2 separate regions of the Mus musculus genome follow, and region 2 is linked to region 1. The links are chromatin contacts, called in public HiChIP or PLAC-seq maps. All regions are on one chromosome and are shown on one strand. Each heading gives the region's core, a stretch centred on a gene start, on an enhancer-like site or on the middle of the called end of the contact. The rest is flanking DNA. Distances are from core to core; before and after follow the strand shown. Region 1 holds the start of Ctcf (CCCTC-binding factor). Region 2 overlaps Slc7a6 (solute carrier family 7 (cationic amino acid transporter, y+ system), member 6).

The links. HiChIP or PLAC-seq counts read pairs in DNA pulled down with a chosen protein or histone mark.
Region 2: a FOXA1 HiChIP or PLAC-seq map of pancreatic cancer cells shows a contact between it and region 1. The contact joins the enhancer-like site here to the promoter of Ctcf in region 1. A contact is called at or near these places in 4 of 39 promoter capture datasets (embryonic stem cells, hippocampal neurons and liver) and 4 of 115 datasets of contacts at active chromatin or transcription factors (bone marrow-derived macrophages, double positive thymocytes, pancreatic cancer cells and 1 more).

What each region holds. Positions count from the first base shown.
Region 1 is chr8:105,635,146-105,638,146 of GRCm38.p6, reverse strand. Ctcf (CCCTC-binding factor) reads right to left here and starts at 1,609. Exons shown (of 12, transcript NM_181322.3): 1 at 1,427-1,609. Gm5914 (predicted gene 5914) reads left to right here and starts at 673. Exons shown (of 2, transcript NR_151742.1): 1 at 673-867.
Region 2 is chr8:106,190,222-106,193,245 of GRCm38.p6, reverse strand. Slc7a6 (solute carrier family 7 (cationic amino acid transporter, y+ system), member 6) reads right to left here. Exons shown (of 10, transcript NM_178798.4): 4 at 763-907; 5 at 1-95. Among named protein-coding and RNA genes, the nearest start is that of Slc7a6os, 19 kb to the left of the region's middle. Within about 2 kb of position 1,420, at least 26 of the 459 cell types and tissues checked have an H3K27ac peak or open chromatin away from gene starts, as enhancers often do. A contact at or near this core is called in pancreatic cancer cells, where this site is marked.

The sequences.
Region 1 (3,001 bases), core at 360-2,859:
TTCTTAGTTGATCTAAACTCCAAAAAAGTATTAAGTCTCTTTGCTAATGTTTACTTAATGCTAAACTCAATACAGGAAGTCAGATACTAAAGAGTAGTTACATTAGGCACAGAAATTTATAAACCATCTGCTGCAAGTGACCCAGGATCCAATTACAACATCAACCCTCACATTTCATCCAACAGTCAAATTACCAGTCCAGTCATGAATAAGTTCATTCTACCCTATTGGCGCATTAGATCGGTTTGCACGATCTCTAGAGAGGGGCTGAACTGTCTTAGCCTAGCCCTAGAGCATCAGGTCCTAAGTGGAGTGCAAAGTTAGCGTCAGGACATTTTAAATAGGAGGCAAACTCCAGCGTCGCCTGTACCATCGCAACCAGCCCATGCTCCCGAATTTATGAGTTTATCACATCACTTGAGATGAGAGTGAAATTAAGTTTCAGTCCCTTTTGAGATTTCTGAGCGCACCAAGTCTGACTGCTATCGTTTCAAGGGGCTGAAAGAGTGCGAATACAGCTGGAGAAAAACTACTTTGGTGCAGGAATTCGTGTCTTTTTCCGCGCACCATTGGGGGCCGCACCGGTCGGGTCCCGCGCGATGCCCTGGCGTGAGTTTGGGGGCGCAGCGGGGCCCGGCGGGGGCGGCGAGCGCGCGTTCCCCCGCCCGCTCGGGCGGCGTCGAGGCGCGAGCAGCTCAGCCAGCCTTGCAGAGGGAGCTCTCGGCAGCTCAGGGGTCCCCTCTGCTCGCAGCCACAGCAGCGCCGCCTGCGACACTCGGCGGCGACGGAGACCGGCAGCGGGGACGATCGGACTACGAGAGACTAGAGAGCACCCCAGCTGCTGGAGAAGCAACGCAGGGAGATCGGGTAGGTTCCGGGACCGGCTGGACTTGAAGATGGGGAGTCTGAGGCGCGTCGGTCGGGACCCGACACCCACACGGTTCCGGGACCTGGCTAAGCGGCCGGCCGAGGGTTCAGAACCCCTAGGCGAAGCAAGCGGCGGCAACCGAGCCTCAGAGGGTCCAGACTCGGTAAGGGGTATCCGTCGCGGGAGGGGCAGAGGGCGGGCCGTGGCCCGAAGATCAGCCGGGCCAAAAGCCGGCCTCGAGGGTAGAGACAAAGGAAGGAAAATGGAGTCGCCGAGCGCGCAGGCCTCTGTCGCCACCGCCGCCAGAGGCCTACCATGTTGGGAGGAGGGAAGCTTAGCGGGCGGGCGGGCGGGCGTGGAGGGGGTTGGCCAGGCCCTGGCGGCGGCGCCGGGCAATGGCGGCGGCCGCGCCGCAGCAGGGACGGTAGAGGGAGACAAACACCCCCCGGCGGCGGCGCTGGCGCTGGCGCCGGGCTGCAGCCAGCGCCGACCGGAGCGGCCCCATCGTGACACCTAGAGGCGGCCCGCGAAACCTCCTCCACCCCGGGCCCCCTTTACCTTCGCGCCACACCCCCCGCGGCGCCCGCTCCGCCGCCGCTCCACCGCTCCGGCCACCTGGCGTCCCCGGCCGGCTCCGCGCGCCCGCACCGGCTGCTGCTGGTCGCCGCTGCCGCCAAAGAAGCAGCTCCGCGCACGGTTTAATCGCTCCACAGGCTCGGACACAAAATGGCGGCGGCGCGGTGCAGTGCGCCTGCGTCGGCGCTGCCGGGGCCGCGGGTGCTGATAAGGGAAGAGTCGGGTGGGGGGGGCCGGCCGGCGGCGACGAGGGCGGGGGAGGAAAGGTGAGGGGAGGGGTTGGCGCAGGGCAGCATGGGAGGCGGCCCCGGGCGCCAACTTTCAAAAGCCGGCGCGATGGCGTCACGGGGATGCGCCGCGAGGCGCGGCGTCACGCCGCACGCGCCCTCCCGCGCCCTCGCCGGGTCGCGCGTGGGCTCTGCCGGCGGCGCGGAGGCGGCCTGGTTCCCATTGGGGTGGGGCTTCCCTGGGCGGAGGCTGGCGGCTTCTGGGCGATCGGGTCTCCGCCTAGTTGCCCTGATTTCCTTAGCTCGCTCATTTTCCCTCCAAGCTGCGAAGGGCGGGAGGACGACGGGGAGCTGAAGTAAGCGCGCGGGGCTGGGGCCGTGGGGGTTGAGGAAGCGCCAGGGTTCTACCCTGCCCGGTCTCCTCCCACCCGGGGTTAGCTCTGCACCCTGTCCCGCCGCCGAGTCAAATGCAGTGAGTTCCCGCACTCTCTCACTTCTCCGACACTTGCCCAGTGCTCAAGATCGACTGCTAGGGGCTTCGCCCGGGGATCTTAGTAGTCTTCCTCCCAAGAAAAGGGCCTTAGAAAACCGAATGTGAAATTAAGAGAATCGGGACAGAGTCACCTCAGTCCGGAGATATAGCAGACCACACCACAGCAGTCGTGTTTAGCTGTATTTGGCACCGTGAACGTCTAAGTTTTTAAGACTGTTCTTTTTATTTCGGTTCCCAGTCGGTGGTACTTAATCCCTTCCCTTTCCCGGGAAGACCCTATTGGCAGGTGTTCTAATCATCTTCTCTCCCCGCCCCCCATAGCCTTGGAATGTGACTCGGGATTGTAGTCCCAGTTCTCTTGCTTTAGCTGTTTGGATAACAAATGCACCTGGCAGCAAGCTTCTGCCCTATTCATATACATCTGGGCTGTGTTGTGGGTATGCTGGTCCATTATCAATAGATATTGTTTATTCCCCCCAAAAGAATCGGAAAGTTAGAAGCATGTAAGATCCCACTGTTCAGATGTCAGTAACTAAGGCAAATGTGTTTAAACATCTTGAGTCCATTCACCCACTGTTGTGGAGCTTCCCTCCATGACTGGACTTAGAGGAAAGATAGAAGAGAAAGTCCAAGATTAGAAAGAGGATAATAGACAAGGAAGTAAACAGAAAGACAAGTCTAGACTGTTGGATTGTAGAATCCAAGACCAGAAGTAAGTTTGAGGCAGGAAGAGAGGTTTCTGGTTTTCAGATGCTGAGAGTTCCGGTACAGTTCAGCCAGAGGCTTAGCTATTGAGTTTATTACCTTGGAGATAGCTGGGAAAGATCATGGTGACTT
Region 2 (3,024 bases), core at 171-2,670, 560 kb before region 1:
CCTGAATGTTCAGCACTGTGTAATAGGCCACGTTGGTCAGGATGTAGATGAGTGTCACAATTGGCATAGAAATCCCAATGGCCAAGGGCAAATTCCTGTCAGGACAAGTGAAATAAGACTACCTAGAACCAAGCTCTGCTGAGAATCAAAAGCCATCCAGCACCCCCTGGAATTTTCCTAACATTTAACAGTTCACTGGCTGCCAGCTCTCTGAGATGAGCTCCTCTTCTCTGTATGCCTCAGGGCGGGTAAGCTTCCCATGTTCCTGGGCATTTTCCACTGAGAAAGAAGAGCACTTTCCCTGAGAAGGGACTCACGATGAGTTTATCCAATCTCATTAGGTCCAATGAGCCACATGTGGCTTTCTAACCTTCTTGCATCTGTGATCTCAGGATAAATGCAAGGAGCAACATCCTCTAGAAGCTAGAGGTTAGTCTGGTGATCTGGTAGGCCAGAGACAGTCTCAGCACCACAGGGCTAAAGCCTGCCACCTCAGCCCTAGCTGGGTCTGCTGCTGCCCACTAAAGACCTCTCCTCTTTAGTGGACCCTGGATGCTCTCCAATGGAACATGAGGGTGAGAGCCAGGGCTTTCCCACATTCACTCACTCCCATCCTAGCCCCCAACCCCTCCTAACTGGAGAAGGGGAGCAGGGAGAGGATGAGGGGAGGGGAGGTCGAGGGAGGAGCTATGGGAACAGGGCAACTGCGCCCACCATCAGCAGGAGTTCCAGCCAAGTTGGAGAGTGTGATCTCGCCTTTACCTTTCTGGGTTTTTGATTTCTTCTGTTACAAAATTAAGGGTGTCCCAACCTGAGTAAGAGAAGAGGGCAGAGTACAGGGCAAGAGAGAGGTCTCCCACATTCCACGAGGAACCTTTAAAGGCGTCCTGAAAGTGCTCAGTGTGTCCTGTGGGGCAAAGACGGGTGGGAGACCAGGCAAAAGAGAAGGGAGATAGAAGGAATGTGAAGAACAGAAAGAATACAGAGGGAGAATTAAAAAGATGAAACAAAAGGAGAAAAAAGAAGAGAGACAAAAAACAGGGCAGGGGAAGAAAAAAAAACATTATTTAATACGAAAGGAGCAATAACCAAAACCTCCCCACATTCACTGCCCCATCTAAAACTAGGTAATCAAGAAAGCAAAAGCAGCCCGGCTGCACTCTGAAGGGACACTTCTTCCAGGGCCCTAAGGAATGTCCATTTCCCAGAGGTGACCTCAGCTCTTCTTCCTATTTTGATGTCACTGGTCATTTCACACAGAGGAGTAATTTCCACTCACAATCAGACCCAGCACAAAGTCTGGGCTCAGATCACTGTATGATTTAGACATGTGGTTCTATCAGTCTATTTGCAGTGGGTGCGGTGTGGCTGTCTGGGGCCGGAAATCTAGGGCTACAGAGTAAGCCAGGTCTTATCTCATAGTGAGCCAACCCCACCCTTCAGAGCAACAAACCAAGACAGAGTGATTCGTCACCTTTCCTGGGGGCCTCTGGGGACCGCAAATAGAAAACCTACCTAGCTTCTCAAGACAGACAAGCAGACAGCATGGAGTTTTGAACAGGAGTCGGCCTCCTAAAGGGCTTGTCATCACCCCCTGAAGAAAGCCTAGACTTAGAGTAGAAAGAAGGCTCGGTGGCCAACCCCTTGGAACTCCAGGGAGATCTGACACCCTCTTCTGGCCTCAGGACCCACACACATGTGGCATATTCACACGAACAATATATATATATATATTAATTTTTACATATATATGTGTGTGTGTGTGTGTGTGTGTGTGTGTGTGTGTGTGTGTGTGTAATAGAAAGGTTACACCCAGAACTCAATGTGGCAAAAAGGTGTAGGTGTGCAGCAAGAGCTTCCATGGGGTCTCAGTGGTTCTCTAAGGCACACATTGCAGAGAAGGATTACTCAGTAGCCCAATTTTACTATAAGATGCTCCTGAGACTCCAGTGACATCTAGATGCCTAGCTGTAGTCACTTGCCCAAAGCTGTGTTTTTATGAAGTGTATTAGGCAATTCTTAGGCAGGAACTTTATGCACTAGTACCAAGTGACTACAGCCAGGCATCCAGATGTCCTTGGAGTATCAGGTCCTTAGGACCAAACACACATAAGAATCTTTTAATTTTTGATTCAAACTAACAGGTCTGAGATGAAGGCTCAGCTCCCTAGGTGACTGTAAATACTGCCATGTTTAGGGGCTGGTAACAGAACACTGGCTGTTAAATGAGCAAGATGCCCTTTGTCAAAGGCTTTAGGATAGCCTGGAAAGCCCACCAGTGTCTCTGATCAGTCTGCTCTGATCCCAGAATGAAAACCTTTCAAGAGCCAATAAGTAGCTGGATATGGTGGTACATGTCTTTAATCACAGCTACTGGACAACATGCTAAATTACAGGCCAGCCCAAAATATAGTTCAAGACATTATCTTTAAAAAAGTTTTTAAAAATTTTAAATTAAAAGGACTAGGGATGTGGCTGAGTGGTAGAGTCTAATATAGCACACATAAAATTCTGGTTCCATCCTCAGCAAAAGTTAAAAAGAAAAGAAAAGAAAAAAAAAGGGGGGGGGGCTGGTGAGATGGCTCAGTGGGTAAGTGCACCCGACTGCTCTTCGACTGCTCTTCCGAAGGTCCGAAGTTCAAATCCCAGCAACCACGTGGTGGCTCACAACCACCCGTAATGAGATCTGATGCCCTCTTCTGGTGCGTCTGAAGACAGCTACAGCGTACTTACATATAATAAATAAATAAATAAATAAATAAATCTTTAAAAAACAAAAAAAGAAAAAAAGTGGGGCAGTAGTAGTTGCACACCTTTCTTTAATCCCAGCACTTGGGAGGCAAAGGCAGGCAGATTTCTGAGTTCGAGGCCAGCCTGGTCTACAAAGTGAGTTACAGGACAGCCAGGGCTATACAGAGAAACCCTGTCTCGAAAAAACAAAAAAAAAAAAAAAAAAAAAAAAAGAAATGCCAACATAGGAAAGACAATGTCCATTTTACAACATTCTGACACTTTTTTAGAGCT